Linked DNA regions of Sus scrofa: all the other regions are linked to region 3. The links are chromatin contacts, called in public HiChIP or PLAC-seq maps. All regions are on one chromosome and are shown on one strand. The core of a region is the stretch at or near the end of the contact, and the rest is flanking DNA. Distances in the headings are between cores, read along the strand shown.

Region 1 (4,367 bases), core at 1,122-3,621, 1.7 Mb before region 3:
AAGAAGTTCTATAACCTTGGAGTTCCCGTGGGGCCACAGCAGTAATGAACCTGACTAGTACCCATGAGGATTCAGATTTGATCCCTGTCCTCACTCAGTGGGTTAAGGATCCAGCTTTGCCATGAGCTGTGGTGTAGGTCACAGATGGGGCTCAGATCTGGTGTTGCTGTGGCTGTGGTGTAGGCTGGCAGCTGCAGCTCCAATTCGACCTTTAGCCTGGGAACATCTATATGCAGCGGTCGTGGCCCTAAAAAGACAAAAAAAAAAAGAAGAAGAAGAAGAAGAAGTTCTATAACCTGGCGAAACCACAACTCCAAATGTCCCTGCATATCCACTCTTCAGGGAGACTGGTTGAATACCAGGAAGGGGGTATTAGCTTTTCCATCTCTGGAGGGAGGATGTGCAGCCCTTCCTGTCTAGTGCCAGCTTGTGCTTCAGACTCTCTTCCTGACGGGGCCCCGCTGGACCGTGGCAGTGCACCTGAGGGACTTCTAGATCAACACAGCATGGGCAATCTCAGACATGGTTTTGGGCAGAGAGAGGGTTTCCCATTAGAACCCAGAGAGCTCAGGTTCCTGGAAGCCACCGAATGCCTCATTTAAGAACAACCATGTCTTTCTGGCTAAAGAGAGACAGAGTCCAGAATGCTGACTGGACACTGCAGTTTGACTTTGTAGGAACAACTCTACAGTAGTCTAGGGGTCAGAGCCTGAGCCCCCATGCCCTCCTGCTCTCCTCTGACTCCAAGCAGCATTTCCTGTTGTCTGTCCATTTCCACATTTTCTGAGTGATGGCACATGGCCATGGCTGCTGCTGTCTGATCTTGGTCTGTTTGCTGACCCTGCTGGGCAGTGAGAGTGACGCATTAACTATGGCTTGCTCTCAGTGTCTGTGCTTTGAAGTCTCCAGCATTGCTTAGAAAACAAGTTTCCAATTAAACCAATTGAAAAGCTTATTTTCCCAAATTTAATACTTTGGACTGCAGTTAATCAGTTACCACAGATTATGCAGGATAGTATTTTGCAAAGGACATTAGTTCAATGACACATTCTTTAGGCTTTAAGGTTTTTGAAGTTCCTAGCCTAGAATTATGTTTTCCCTGTCACCTGTAAGTACCCTCCCACCATTGCATCATTGTTTTCCCTAGACGCTATATTCTTTTTTGACTAAGCTTCCCAACTCCCTGCTCCCAGCAAGACCAGCGAGATAGAAATTGGGTAAGAGGGTCTTTCTTGAGTTTTGAGAAAGGCTCGTTCCTTTCTTCCTTCTCTCTCTCTCTCTTTCTTTCCTTTTTTGCTTTTTAGGGCCCAACCTGCAGCATAAGGAGGTTCCCAGGCTAGGGGTTGAATTGAAGCTGCAGATGCCGGCCTAAACTATAGCCACAGCAACACCAGATCCAAGATGCGTCTGCGATCTACACCACAGCTCATGGCAATGCTGGATCCTTAACCCACTGAGCAAAGCCAGAGATTGAACCCAATCCTCAGGGACACCACACGGGTTTGTTACTGCTGAGCCACAATGGGAACCCTGAAAAAGAATATTTCTAAACCCAAGAAAGGGGGCTGATTCAATAAATTATAGCACACACATATACAAATATGTAATACAACCACCTATATAACATCATGCTGCTGTGAATTTACTAAAATAAATAAAATCATATCAGAAGATACAAAACAATCTATTTTATTAAAAAATATGGAATTATATGCCCCCTAATGTTAATGGGTAATGACATTTTCTCTTCCTTATGGGTGTTTTCTACCTTTTTTTGAAGGATCAGATACTAGTTTTGTACTTAAAGATTTTTTTAAAAAAATAAGAATGTTCCCAAATTATCAGTAATAATAATTATCTAAAATATGTGGCTTGAGGTTGTCCCTATATAAACATAAAAAGGTACAATTTATCCCCTGGAAATACCGAGAAAAAAAATCGAATTGGACCTCTCCATCCCTCACGTTTTGTATTTCCTCTGCATATGGAATCAAGGAATGTGATGGATCACGGAGCTCTGTCTAGAGCTGGAAATGTGGCCAAGTGGCCGCAGCGGGGCTGCTGATCCTCCAGGTCACCACGGAGTCTTGCTTACCTGAAACACACAGGCTTCTCCTTGGGCCCGGAGCTGGCCAATGAGCAGGTAGGTGGTGAGTCCTGCCAGGATGGAGAGCGACACCAGGCAGCAGGTCAGAGCCCAGCGTGCGCTGCCACTTCCAGATGCTAGCCTACTTCTGGCCTTGGGTCTGCAGCTGCCGTGCTCGGGCAGCATTTCCACGCTGGCTGTCTCCCCAAAGCCCAGCCCCAGATCCTCTGCCATGCTCTGGCTGGCTCTGGAGTTGCCTCTGATTCTCCTGGGCAAAGAGACCCCCCCATTAAATAGAAGCCCAGCTCTCGGAGTGGGTGAATTAATCACTGCTTGCTCCTCCCCCTGACCTCCCCACCTCCCCTTCTACAATACACTGCGCCCCGCCCTGCTAGGGAATGCACCGCCTACAACAGAAACCAAGTTTGGCTTAAGGAAAAAAAAAAAAGAGAAGAAGAAAGCTTTCCCAAGCATATTTATATACAGTGTGCTCATGTGCTCCTTCCTTCGTTTACAGAAGGAAGTTAGGAAAGTCCCTGGAGGAGGAGAAAAAGAATTCATCAAGTCAGTAGGTGGGGCAAATGAAAATATACCTGCTCCCTGCACTGGAGGCTGCCAGTGTGCCAGTCTGGGGAGTGTGCTTCTTCCGGAAGTGAAAGCGAGGTTGGGGAGGTATGAGATGGGGCTTGCAGACTGGGAGATGGAAAGCATGTTTGCATCACCACTTTGTAAAGTGCCGCCAAGCCCTCTGTCTTTTTGAGCCTCCTAGGAGCTTTTTCCCATTGCACAGAGGGGAATACCGACGTTCCAGGAGAAGGCACTTGCCCTAGGTCAGCCAGGGATTCAGACAGAGGAGCTAGGAAGAGGATCTAGTTCTTCTAAATCATGGTCTGGGGTTCTTGTCTCTACTACATGGTTGTCTGTGAAAGGAAGTTATATTTCTAGCCTGTGTTGACCAATTCTCTGAGGAAAGAGTATGAGGTCACAGAGGTTCAGGAGGGGAGGACGTTGACTTCTACTCTCCGATGAGTCCAAAGTTGACTAGCCTACCGCTGGGTGTGTACAGGGGCCACAACATGTAACAGGCTGACACTGAATAAACACTGACTTTGCGCCAGTCACTCTTCTGAGCACGTTAAATGTATCAATGAAATTATTTTATCCTGAGATAACCTTTTGACGAGTAATGTTGTTATTCCCACTCGACAGATAAGGGCAATGAAGCCTAGAGGTAAAGCCAGGCTTGGGACTGGGGCAAGCTGTTTCCAGAGCTTCCTAACTTAGGCTTCACTGTCTGTATGCTGTGCAGTGCATGTACAGGGATGCCCACCCCCATTCTACCAGGAGCAGGTCATCCCTTCTAGCTAGGGGTTGGAGAGGCTTCATGGTATGGAAACAAGACCTTGAATCTTAGCGAACTTGATATTGGAGAACAGAGGACCTTGTAAAAAGATTGGTTACACAAAGAGGAAAGCTTAAGGATGTCCTGTGGCATGTGGTGGAAACCAATCTGACTAGCCTCTATTCAGTTGCTCCTTCTGCTTATGTCACAGCCTAAACCCTTCAGACTACTTTGAAAAGCCTTTCATGACCTGCCCACCATCATCCCTCCTCAGTGTCCAGCTCTTCTCTTATTATTTTCCCAAGCTGCATCTCCCCCATATGTACTATGGACTACCTGTACTCTTATACATGCTGACCCTTTGACTGGGAAAGCATCCATCATTCCTTTCCTTTCATTATCACCTAGCTCCCCTATTTTTTTAACATCATATAGAACGCTTTCCTGCATCTCCCTCTCCAAGATGGGGTGAGATGCGCCGCTCATGCTCAGCAATTTTTTTTGTTGTTGTTGTTTTGATTTTTAGGGCCACACCTGTGGCATATGGAGGTTCCCAGGCTAGGGGTCTAATTGGAGCTACTGCTGCCAGTCTGTGCCACAACCAAAGCAACGCAGGGTCTGAGCCATGTCTGCAACCTACACCACAGCTCACGGCAACGCTGGATCCTTAACCCGCTGAGTGATGCCAGGGATGGAACTCAACCTCATGGTCCCTAGTTGGATTTGTTTCTGCAGCACCATGACGGGAGCTCCTCAGCCGTGTTATTTTAGCTTCCCTTTCTTTCTCCGTTGTTGACTACTTCATACTAGATTGTGACTGACTGTTTTTCATCACTCTCATTCAACTGTTAGATCAAGAGGAAAGGTACTAGGTCACATCGCTTCCCTGAAGCTTCTAACACAGTAACTGTCACATAATAGACTCTTAACCAACATCTA
Region 2 (4,793 bases), core at 179-2,678, 1.6 Mb before region 3:
TCAAGAGTGTTATTACCAGTAGATGTAGATGAGAGCATTAAATGATGAATATTATAAATCCTACAATCTAAATCAAATGCTGTCAATTCTGTTTTCTTTCACTTTAATGCAGCCTCAGTTCTTCATTTAAATTTCAAAGCTTGATGACGATTGAGAAACAGATACCAAAGCCTTTTAAGCTTCATTCTTTTTAGCAATCAATGAGTTAAAGAGCATTCAACCCAAGGCAGCTGAAGGAAACCAGAACAAATTCTGCAGGATTGTAATACCATGAAAAATGGGAGCTTTGAAGGAATAGATAGACATGTACTTACTGTAGCAGGGTGGGGGTACAGTTTTTAAACTGTCAAAATTTAAAAATTCAATATATACTATCACTGCCGTATTTTCTTTAAAATACATGCTGGTGGATTCTCTATAAAGACCAGTTTCCTAAAATATGAAGAAGCTTCCTTCTTCATCTGTCTGTTTTCACAACAGATCTTACCATTTACTTTAAAAAGAAAAAAGGGTAAATTTCCTGAGGCAGTTTGACTCCACAGTGTTGTACCCATAATTGCTTGTAGTTTTAGAATTCTGAGCAGTCTCAGAGGGAACAGGTGTGAAAAATATTTGTGTTCTGCCTCTGTGCTCTATGTTTTTGTGACACTCTAAGCTCTTCAAAGCAGTGGCTTGGAAGGAAGTTTTCAATTTGTCTTGTGAGCTTTAACGCTGAAATGCCCAAACTCTGAGGAGCCCTGGTTTTCTCTCTTGCTTCCTTCCCTTACAGGTTTTGGCCTCTGAAACTTAGCTCCTGGTTTAAACACCTCTTAGCCCTGGATGAAGCCTCCAAAATCTCAGGGACATTTGGACTGAGAATACAGAACCTTGGAATCTGGTCTGAAAACACCTAAGACGTGATACCAGTGTGTTATCACGTCTCCTTATTGCTTCCTTCCTTGATACCAGTCTCTGGATCAGCAACCTTTAAATATCTTAATTGCTCTAGGCTGATAGCTCCTCTCCCTTCTCTTGGCTCACGTGAGCCTGGAAAGTTGGAGAAGAGGGCTTGACAGAGTTTTCTCTCAGAAAGCCATGTTACTTGGAAGGGTTAAGTTCCCATTTCTCTGCTCCCTTTCTCTACATGATGCAGGCTTTTTTTTTTTTTTTTTTTTTTTAAGCTTATCCCCAAGTCTCTGTGGAGAAAACGGAACATAAATCAGAAAGGAAAGGCAAAGAAGAGAAGTCCACTTACCGTCTTCTGAACTACCAGCACCATAATGGTCACCACGGCAAAGACGAGACACAGAGCCAGCGAGGCCGTGGTGAAATAGAAGTAACCGCGGCTGGAGGTTCCCAGGTGGCTGGTGACGGAGCCTGCGGGCACATGCATGGCTGTGTCTTGAGAAGGGGCCAGTGGGTTGAATGCTTGCTGGAGCCCTGGGTCCATTCTTATATAGCCTTCCCCACATCACACCTTATCTCTCCTCATCTGAGTCGGTCTGGGCCCATCTCTGTTCCAAGAAGGATTCTCCCCCTGCATCCTGGATCATGTGACTTGGAAAAAAACCTTCACCGGCCGCCACACGAAGAAGAAACTCTTCTCTGGGGGCGTGAGGTGAAGGGTGGCAGCAGGGGTGGGGGAGAGGCTCATTTTTCATCGCCAGGGATTAATTTGAGTGAAGAGAAACTGTAGCTACAGAGAAGGTGGCTGATGTCACAGGGTGAATAGGAAAATGACGGTTTCCCTACCCTGGGGTGTGTGTGTGTCTCTGTGTGTGTGTGTGTGTGTGTGTGTGTGTGTGTGTGTGTGTGCGCGCGCAAAGCAACTTCTGTTTGAGTCAGTCTCAGACACAAAACGCCTTCCTGACTGAGAAATTGCACATTAGCAAGGGCTGCAGCAGCTCAGAGGTGCTCATCAGAAAATGTCTCTTTGCTGGGCCTTGGGGAGACTAGCTTCCTTGGGCTGCAGTAGAGTGACCAGAAGAATTGATGATATTGGCTCCTGCTAAAAACTGGAAATACTACTAGATATCTGGGAAGGAAGAGCCCACAAATCTGGAGATTTATCCAAAGGGTAACAAGCTTATGGCGGTATGAAATTCGGGAACAGATTCAGAGATACTTTCTGAGTATCACTGATCTTTTGAAGACCCTTTTCAGAAACACTGATCTTTTGTACAGAAGTTCCTGCAGAGTGTATTGCAGTCTGTTAAATTTGCAGATAAACTTGGACTTGCTGTAAACCTCAGAAAAAGGGGAAGGAATTGGCAGTGAGGGTGGGGGTGGGGAAGTGGTAATGGTGCAGAATGTGTGTGGGGGGTTCCTCTGTGGTGTGTGCATGTGCTGTGCCTGTAGGTGGTGGGTGTGTGGCACGTGTATGCTGTGCATGTGTGGTTTGCCTTCATGACAGGAGGTGCGTGTTTGTGATGTGTGTGTGTGAGTGTGAGAGAGAGACTACTACAGTTGAACGATCATCCTCTGTTTCCAGCACAGTGCTAGGAGATTTAGAAGTTGTCTCACCTCTGCCCTCCGAGGCAGATATTTCTTTTTTCCAGATGGGAAAATTGAGGATCAGAGAGGATAAACAGAGTCTCTGTCAAAGTTGCAGATGTTGATCAATGAAATGCCTTGGGTGCACAAGCCATCCCTGGCTGGCCTCTGAACGCACACTAAATCATTCAACATGTCTTTGCACTGGAAGGATGAAAACCTGAGGGCCTGTCTCAGCCCTACCCCCTCGTTGGTCTTGGGTCCTTGTCTAAATCATTCCACCCCGCCTCTTTTCCCCATCTGCACGGACAGCCACTGTGAAGGTCAAATGAGTTAGTGATGTAAGAGAACTCTGTGAATGGGAATAGACTTGGCAGATGGTGTTGCACCATTCTGGTTAAACATTCCAAATGGTCTGGAATTTAGAAAGAATGGATTTTCTGGAGGACAGAGCTGGTCACATCTGTGGTCACTAATGATCTCCATTTCAAAATACCATTTAAAAAGTGAATCACTGCATAGTTGGTGCCTCCGGGTGTAACTCTGAAAACTTCATTTGGAAGTACCCCGTTCTTTATTGCACCCTCCCCTTTCTGCTCACTTTTGGCTGCCATGTATCTCTGAGAGCCAGCAGAAATCCCAGATCCTTCAAAGGAAATGCCCTGTGTCTAAAGCCAAGCTTGGATTTTTACCACTGCTGCCCTCGCAGATGTCCCAAGCTGCTGAGCATCAGCCGAGTTGGGTCACTGTAGGAGGTGGTCTGGATATTCCTTCCCAGTGAATCCATAAAATCATAGATCCTGGAGATGGAAGAACCGTCAAGAGGTAAATTGTTTTATTGGGCTAAATAGCATGGAATAAAGTGTACCCATTTTACAGTCAAGCAAGCTAAGACCCCCTCGATCCCAGGTTGGGCTAGGTTTTGGAAGAAGTGGGTGCACGTGTTCATTTGATCTGTCACTGAGGTGGGAATGAAGTCAGCCTGTGTTTGGGGGCGGGTGTGTACCTGGCCGTGTCCTGTGGTGGGCACGGACAGTGAGTGGGTAGCAGGGGGCTCTGTTGTCTGCCCGGAGCTGCTGAGAACAGGCTGCTCCCTTGGCCTCTCTCTGCAGTCTCTTTGATGAAAGTGGAAAACTTCTGATTGTTGAATGGAAGCTGTGGGTGTTGAAAAATAAAAAGGCTTTGCTTGAAGTGCAGGTCTTCCTGAAGGCCCATGAGGCTCAGAAGGGCAGTGGAAAAAAATGTTTGTCTTACAGTTACACGTTTTGCATATAGTACAGTGTCCTGGGAGGGAAGGCTGACAAGGGGGAAAAATCACCCTTTGTTTTTACTCAGAACCTTCTGAGCAGTTGAGATTTTCAGATCAGGTTGCTTCCCTAGCTGCTTGTTGGCCCAATTTCACTCCTCTCCCTTTGGCACTCCTCCCCTCAAGAATCATCAGTGGTTCCCTAATTCTCACCACCATTGTTCTAAACTCTTCTCTCCTGTCAAGCTGTGGCAGAGGCTCGCCCAGCCCTCCTGGTGGCCCATCCCTGGCGCTAACTGCCTTCTTTCCCCTCTCTATCCAGTCACCCAGAGAATCAATGAAAGAGCTTCTGTAGAGTTACTTGTTGAGAGATTTTCAAATCCTTTCTGGAAGCGACACTGCACAGTGAGTGTAAAAAGGCACTCCCTTTTGAGGAGGCTGAGCCCCGACTGCTCATTCACCGTTTAATGCCCTGGGGTCTCTCCAACATGGAGCAAAATCTGGAAACTTGTGATTTAGCTCAAAACCCTTCATCCTCAAATCAGGAAACTGAGACAAAGGAGTGGATATAATGTGAGAGAGTTTCCCTGAGGAGGGGTAGAGACACCGTCAGAAGTGCCTGTGCTCATTCTCATCCCCTCTCTGCTCAGTTCCAGGCACACTCGGGCTTCTCCTGTGTGCTCCTTATTTTCCGCTGCTTTGGAGCCTTCCTACCCTCGAGGCCCCCAGCCTGGCCCAGTCCTCCAGGAAAGCTGCCCAGGCCTCTCCCGTCCACCTGCATCCTTACTCCACAGCCCTCTGTCTTCATGCCACATAATATTGCCTCTCATTATCTATTTGTCTTGATGTCTGTCAAGTGTGTGAACATGTGTGAGTTTTGCCTTCCCTGTTGGACTGAGAATTCTTGAAGGCTGTCTGTATTTTTCCAGTCTTCATCTGATTCCCTGCATTACTTGGTGCTGGGCCTATGTATGGTCAAACTTCAGTCCATGATTGTGTTGATTTTATGTTTATGGAAAGAGAAAGTTCTAGAAAGTCGGCTTATGCAAAGGAATTGTGTGATGGCATATTTGCC
Region 3 (4,288 bases), core at 507-3,006:
CATTTTATATTATTCCATGAAAATTCTAGCAATTAAAAACCTCCAGACTCAGAAAAATTTGGTTAGGATATATTTGAGTTTTAACTCCTTCCACTGTCTACCCTATATTCCATAAACAAGACCTTTCTCTTTCTCCTCAGAATTCAGCTGCTAATATGGGAAGGAAAAGAGAACATTTTGTCAAAATAACAATAATAATGACAATAGCTAATGTTCACAGAGCATTTATTCAGGCAGTGCTCTAAAAACTTTAGCTCTATTAAATCATAACATTTACAACATACTATGAGGAAGATAACTATTATTATTCCCATTTTGCAGGGGTGGAAAGGGAAACACAGAAAGGCTAATGTAAAGTAAGTTGTCCAAGGTTATACAGCTTGTCAGGTGCAACAAGTTACCAAGCATTACCTCCAATCAACTTTTAGTATGTTCCCCAAAATAACCTTCCAGATGGATGAAACTGGGGTTCCAAACCCAGGTTTCTCTGATTCTGAAGCCCTCTACTACACACCGATGGACTTAATAATAATAATAAATGCAATACAATGACTGACGGTCCAACTACCTAGTTTTGGTTCCCAAACTTCTATATATCCTGGCTCCCACCTTACCTATTAGGAGCCATCCCTCAAGCCTTCTGAGAGGCTGTCTTCCAGGTGTAAGTCCTCACGTTTTATCCGCTGGATTGTTTTCAAGTCTCAATTTTTAGATTGCGTTTTTTTCTTTTCAGGTGACACTGGCACAGAGGATAATGCCATGTGAAGACAGAGACACACAGGGAGAAAACGACCACATGAAGCCATAGACAAATTGGAGTCATGCTACCCCAAACCAAGTGGCACTTGGGACCACCAGAAGCTAGAGAGGCATGTATCTGTTACCAAACTATCCTTGGGTCTAGCTTGCCCACAAGCAGCAGAGCCAATCTATTGACACCAGGTTGTGATGAAGGAAGGTGCCGTGTTTACTGCGGGGTGCAAAGCAAAGAGTCCAGGGCAGCTAGTGCTTAAAAGACCTGCGCTCCCCAAAGCTTCCAGGGAAAGGTTTTTGAAGACAAAGTGAGGGAGGAGGGTTGTGGGGTATGTGATCAGCTTATGGACCCTCTTCTGATTGGCTGGTGATGAGGTAATCAGGAGTCAACATCATCAACCTGGTTCCAACTGGCCTGGGGTCTATGTGCTTGTGGGCAGCACAGAGTTAACTCTTTCCATTTGGTGGGGGTTTCAGTATTTGGCAAACAGCTCAAAAGGTATGGTTCAAATATTAGCTATAGCCCGAGGAGGAAGCAAAAGTCCTTGACTCTGAGGGCTGAACTATTATCACTTTGTTTTACTTGACACTTTTCCTTCTGCCCTTTTTCGTGTCTCTGATTAAATTTACTCTTTGACTAAAGTTTTTCCACAGATAAAAGGCAGGTGGAGGCCATGGGGGTGAGGAGGGTCCTGTTCCAGGAAGGCCCCATAGGGTCCTGCTTGGTTACAGATCCTCCCTAGAAATTTCAAAGAAAGCCTTGCCCCACTGCCTCCTTAATTTCAGACTTCTAGCCTCCAAAACTGTGAGGGAATGAATTTCCCCTGTGCTAAACCACCAGTCTGTGACACTTCTTACAACAGCCTAAGAAAATTGATACTGATACAGGTGGTTTAAAAGTTGTATTAAAAAAAAAAAACCATTATGGTTAAACGCTGAATGAAGGATTTTTTTATAATGATTTTTATTTTTTCTATTACAGCTGGTTCACAGTGTTCTGATGAATGAAGGATATTTAAAGTACTCCACAAAGAGTATTTTAAAAATGTCTCTGTGTATGAGGAAAATAATGTGCCCAGGGTATGCAAAGCCACAGGACTGAAATAAGTACATTTTCTCAGGGTGTTTATTTTAGCCTGAGATTTTGTGGGAAGCATGGTAATTAATTTAACTGGTAAGTAACTGGACATTTTAAAAAAAGGCAAACAAATGGTTTTAAAAGAAAAGGTTTTTGTTGTTTTTGTTTGCTTTCCTATTTCTTTTTTGGCCACCCCACAGCCTATGGAGCTCCCAGGCCAGGGTTCAGATCCAAGCTGCACCTGCAACATACACCACAGCAATACCGGATCCTTTAACCCACTGTGCCAGGCCTGGGATTGAACCTGCATTCTGGCACGGCAGAGATGCCACAGTGGAAACTCCTGTTTTGTTTTTGTTTTTTTTTCTTTTTAGGCCCACACCCTTGGCATATGGAGGTCCCAGGCTAGGGGTCAAATTGGAGCTGTAGCTGCTGGCCTACACCACAGCCACAGCAATGCAGGATCCAAGCTGCATCTTTGACCTACACTACAGCTCAGGGCAATGCCAGATCCTTAACCCACTGATGGAGGCCAGTGATTGAACCTGTGTCCTCATGGATGCTAGTCAGATTCCTTTCCACTGAGCCACGACGGGAACTCTCTGTTATTGCTTTTTAAAAGCATGATTGGACTATATCCCCAGGCTGTCAGGAGTACTATTAGTTCCTGTCTATGACAGGGGAAAGGTCAGTACAAAAATATGAGTCCTGAATTGAGATTTGGGGCTTGGAGTTTTGGTTTTCATCAGACAGGGTGATAACTCCCCACCTAGTCTATGGAAGGTGTATAAGTGAGGCCTTGAGGCTGGGAAGAAACGGTTTGACACTGGCTCCCCCATCTTCCCTGGCTGCAACACAGTGGCTGGTAGAAACACACTAGGCTTCCGTCCAGAGAACTTTCTTGTCATTCTGGTTGCACTAAGTATCCACCACAGCAGAAACCCAAGGCAGAGGACAATCCCTCCTTTTTGCTGGCAGTGCCGCTCAGAACAACTCATCTGAGCATCTACGCCTTAACAGGATCATGCTCTGTGGTCATGACAGGCATGACTTGCCCCATTTTCCTTGAATTCTTAAACATCCTCTCTCTTTTTTTGAGGCTTTAAAACAAAACTTCCTCAATACAAAGAGGAAGATAGCTGGTGTTGTATAATATGACTAGTTTTTGGATGGTGGTTTGGAGCATGTGGTAGGTCTGACTGGCCTGGGTTTGTGCCCCAGCCCTGCCACTTCCCAGAAGGTGACTCTAGGCAAGCCATTTAATCTTGCTGAGCTTCAGCTGCTTCCTTTGTAAGATAAAACTACTGATGCCTACTTGAATCCTGGTTGAGAAGATTAATTGTGACATAGGGCAATAACTAAGGAGTGCCTGGTATATTGTCAGTGTTCAAAAAATGGTCCAAATTCACTTGATTGACCTCACTGAATCATTTTGCAGCTGGAATAACTCTAGGTCAGACAGGGGATGTGATTTGCCTAAGGTCGAATTTCTGAATCTGACTCACTTACTCAGCAACTTCTCTGCTGGGCACAGTGCTAACAGATATGAAAATGAACAGGCACTGTCCTTCAAGGAGTTCACAGCCCACTAGAGAGGATCGTAGGGAAGTGGGTAAGTAAAAGCCAAACCTGGTATGCGATTTGTGAGAAATCACCACGTCCCAGGTCCTGGTACTCGCTGAGAACGCAGTGAGCATACCCTTAATTAAATGCAAACCACTATATATTAACAATCTCAGTTAATCCTTAGAGCAAATCTGATCTCCACTTAGAAAGAAAGAAATGGGCAGAGAGAGTAAACACAGTTAAGAGGCTGGGTTCTCAAAATCAGTCCAGTCTGGGCTTTATACTTATGAACAAGTGGCTCTGTTATTTAGCTACCCAGATATCAGCTGCTTACCTCATAGGGTTTTGATGAAGATTAAGTGAACTATGCCTGTGAAGTGTGAAGCTCAGCCAGACACTAAGTGCTCAAAGATGTTGGTTCTGTGGGTTTTGTTTGCTGTTTTATCATTGTGAAAGGGTCAGGCTACGTACCCAGGATTTCAAATCCAAGCCCATACTCTCCTAAGCTTTACTGTATGGCTGGCTCCAAACGCCGCCAGCCCATAGGCTAGACTCTGTCTCTCCTGCAAGGATTCTACCCTTTCCTGGCTCCCCGAAAGCCTGACCTGGGTAGCTTCAAATTCAGGGACAGGGGCTCAGCGTGTTCCCCTATCTACCTCTGCTGTGGGCCTCCCAGCTGAGTAGGTGTAAGAATTCTTCACGAGATCAATCATCATATAAACTTAACTCTAGGCTGCGGTGTGTCACAAGGCAAACTATGGGCCCGAAGCACTACCTTTCTAAGCGTGTTTGGTTCTGTGCTTGCCCCACAGTGAAAGCTCGATTCTCTCTTTGGCCCATTTCTCCGACGGTAAAGCTGAGGTTCAGAGAGGCCACTGGCTGAGGACCACT

Evidence for each region. HiChIP or PLAC-seq counts read pairs in DNA pulled down with a chosen protein or histone mark.
Region 1: a contact with region 3 is called in an H3K27ac HiChIP or PLAC-seq map of alveolar macrophages. The contact joins the promoter of TNFSF15 here to the promoter of TRIM32 in region 3. A contact is called at or near these places in 1 of 5 promoter capture datasets (fetal liver) and 1 of 2 datasets of contacts at active chromatin or transcription factors (alveolar macrophages).
Region 2: a contact with region 3 is called in an H3K27ac HiChIP or PLAC-seq map of alveolar macrophages. The contact joins the promoter of TNFSF8 here to the promoter of TRIM32 in region 3. A contact is called at or near these places in 1 of 5 promoter capture datasets (fetal skeletal muscle) and 1 of 2 datasets of contacts at active chromatin or transcription factors (alveolar macrophages).

The regions. Positions count from the first base shown.
Region 1 is chr1:255,347,137-255,351,503 of Sscrofa11.1, forward strand. TNFSF15 (TNF superfamily member 15) reads right to left here and starts at 2,372. Exons shown (of 4, transcript NM_001244555.1): 1 at 2,096-2,372. The coding sequence starts at 2,320.
Region 2 is chr1:255,457,592-255,462,384 of Sscrofa11.1, forward strand. TNFSF8 (TNF superfamily member 8) reads right to left here and starts at 1,429. Exons shown (of 5, transcript NM_001025219.1): 1 at 1,235-1,429. The coding sequence starts at 1,429.
Region 3 is chr1:257,049,665-257,053,952 of Sscrofa11.1, forward strand. It overlaps TRIM32 (E3 ubiquitin-protein ligase TRIM32), which reads left to right and starts at 1,757. Exons shown (of 2, transcript XM_021074548.1): 1 at 1,757-1,927. The region is part of intron 16 of ASTN2 (astrotactin-2); the gene reads right to left.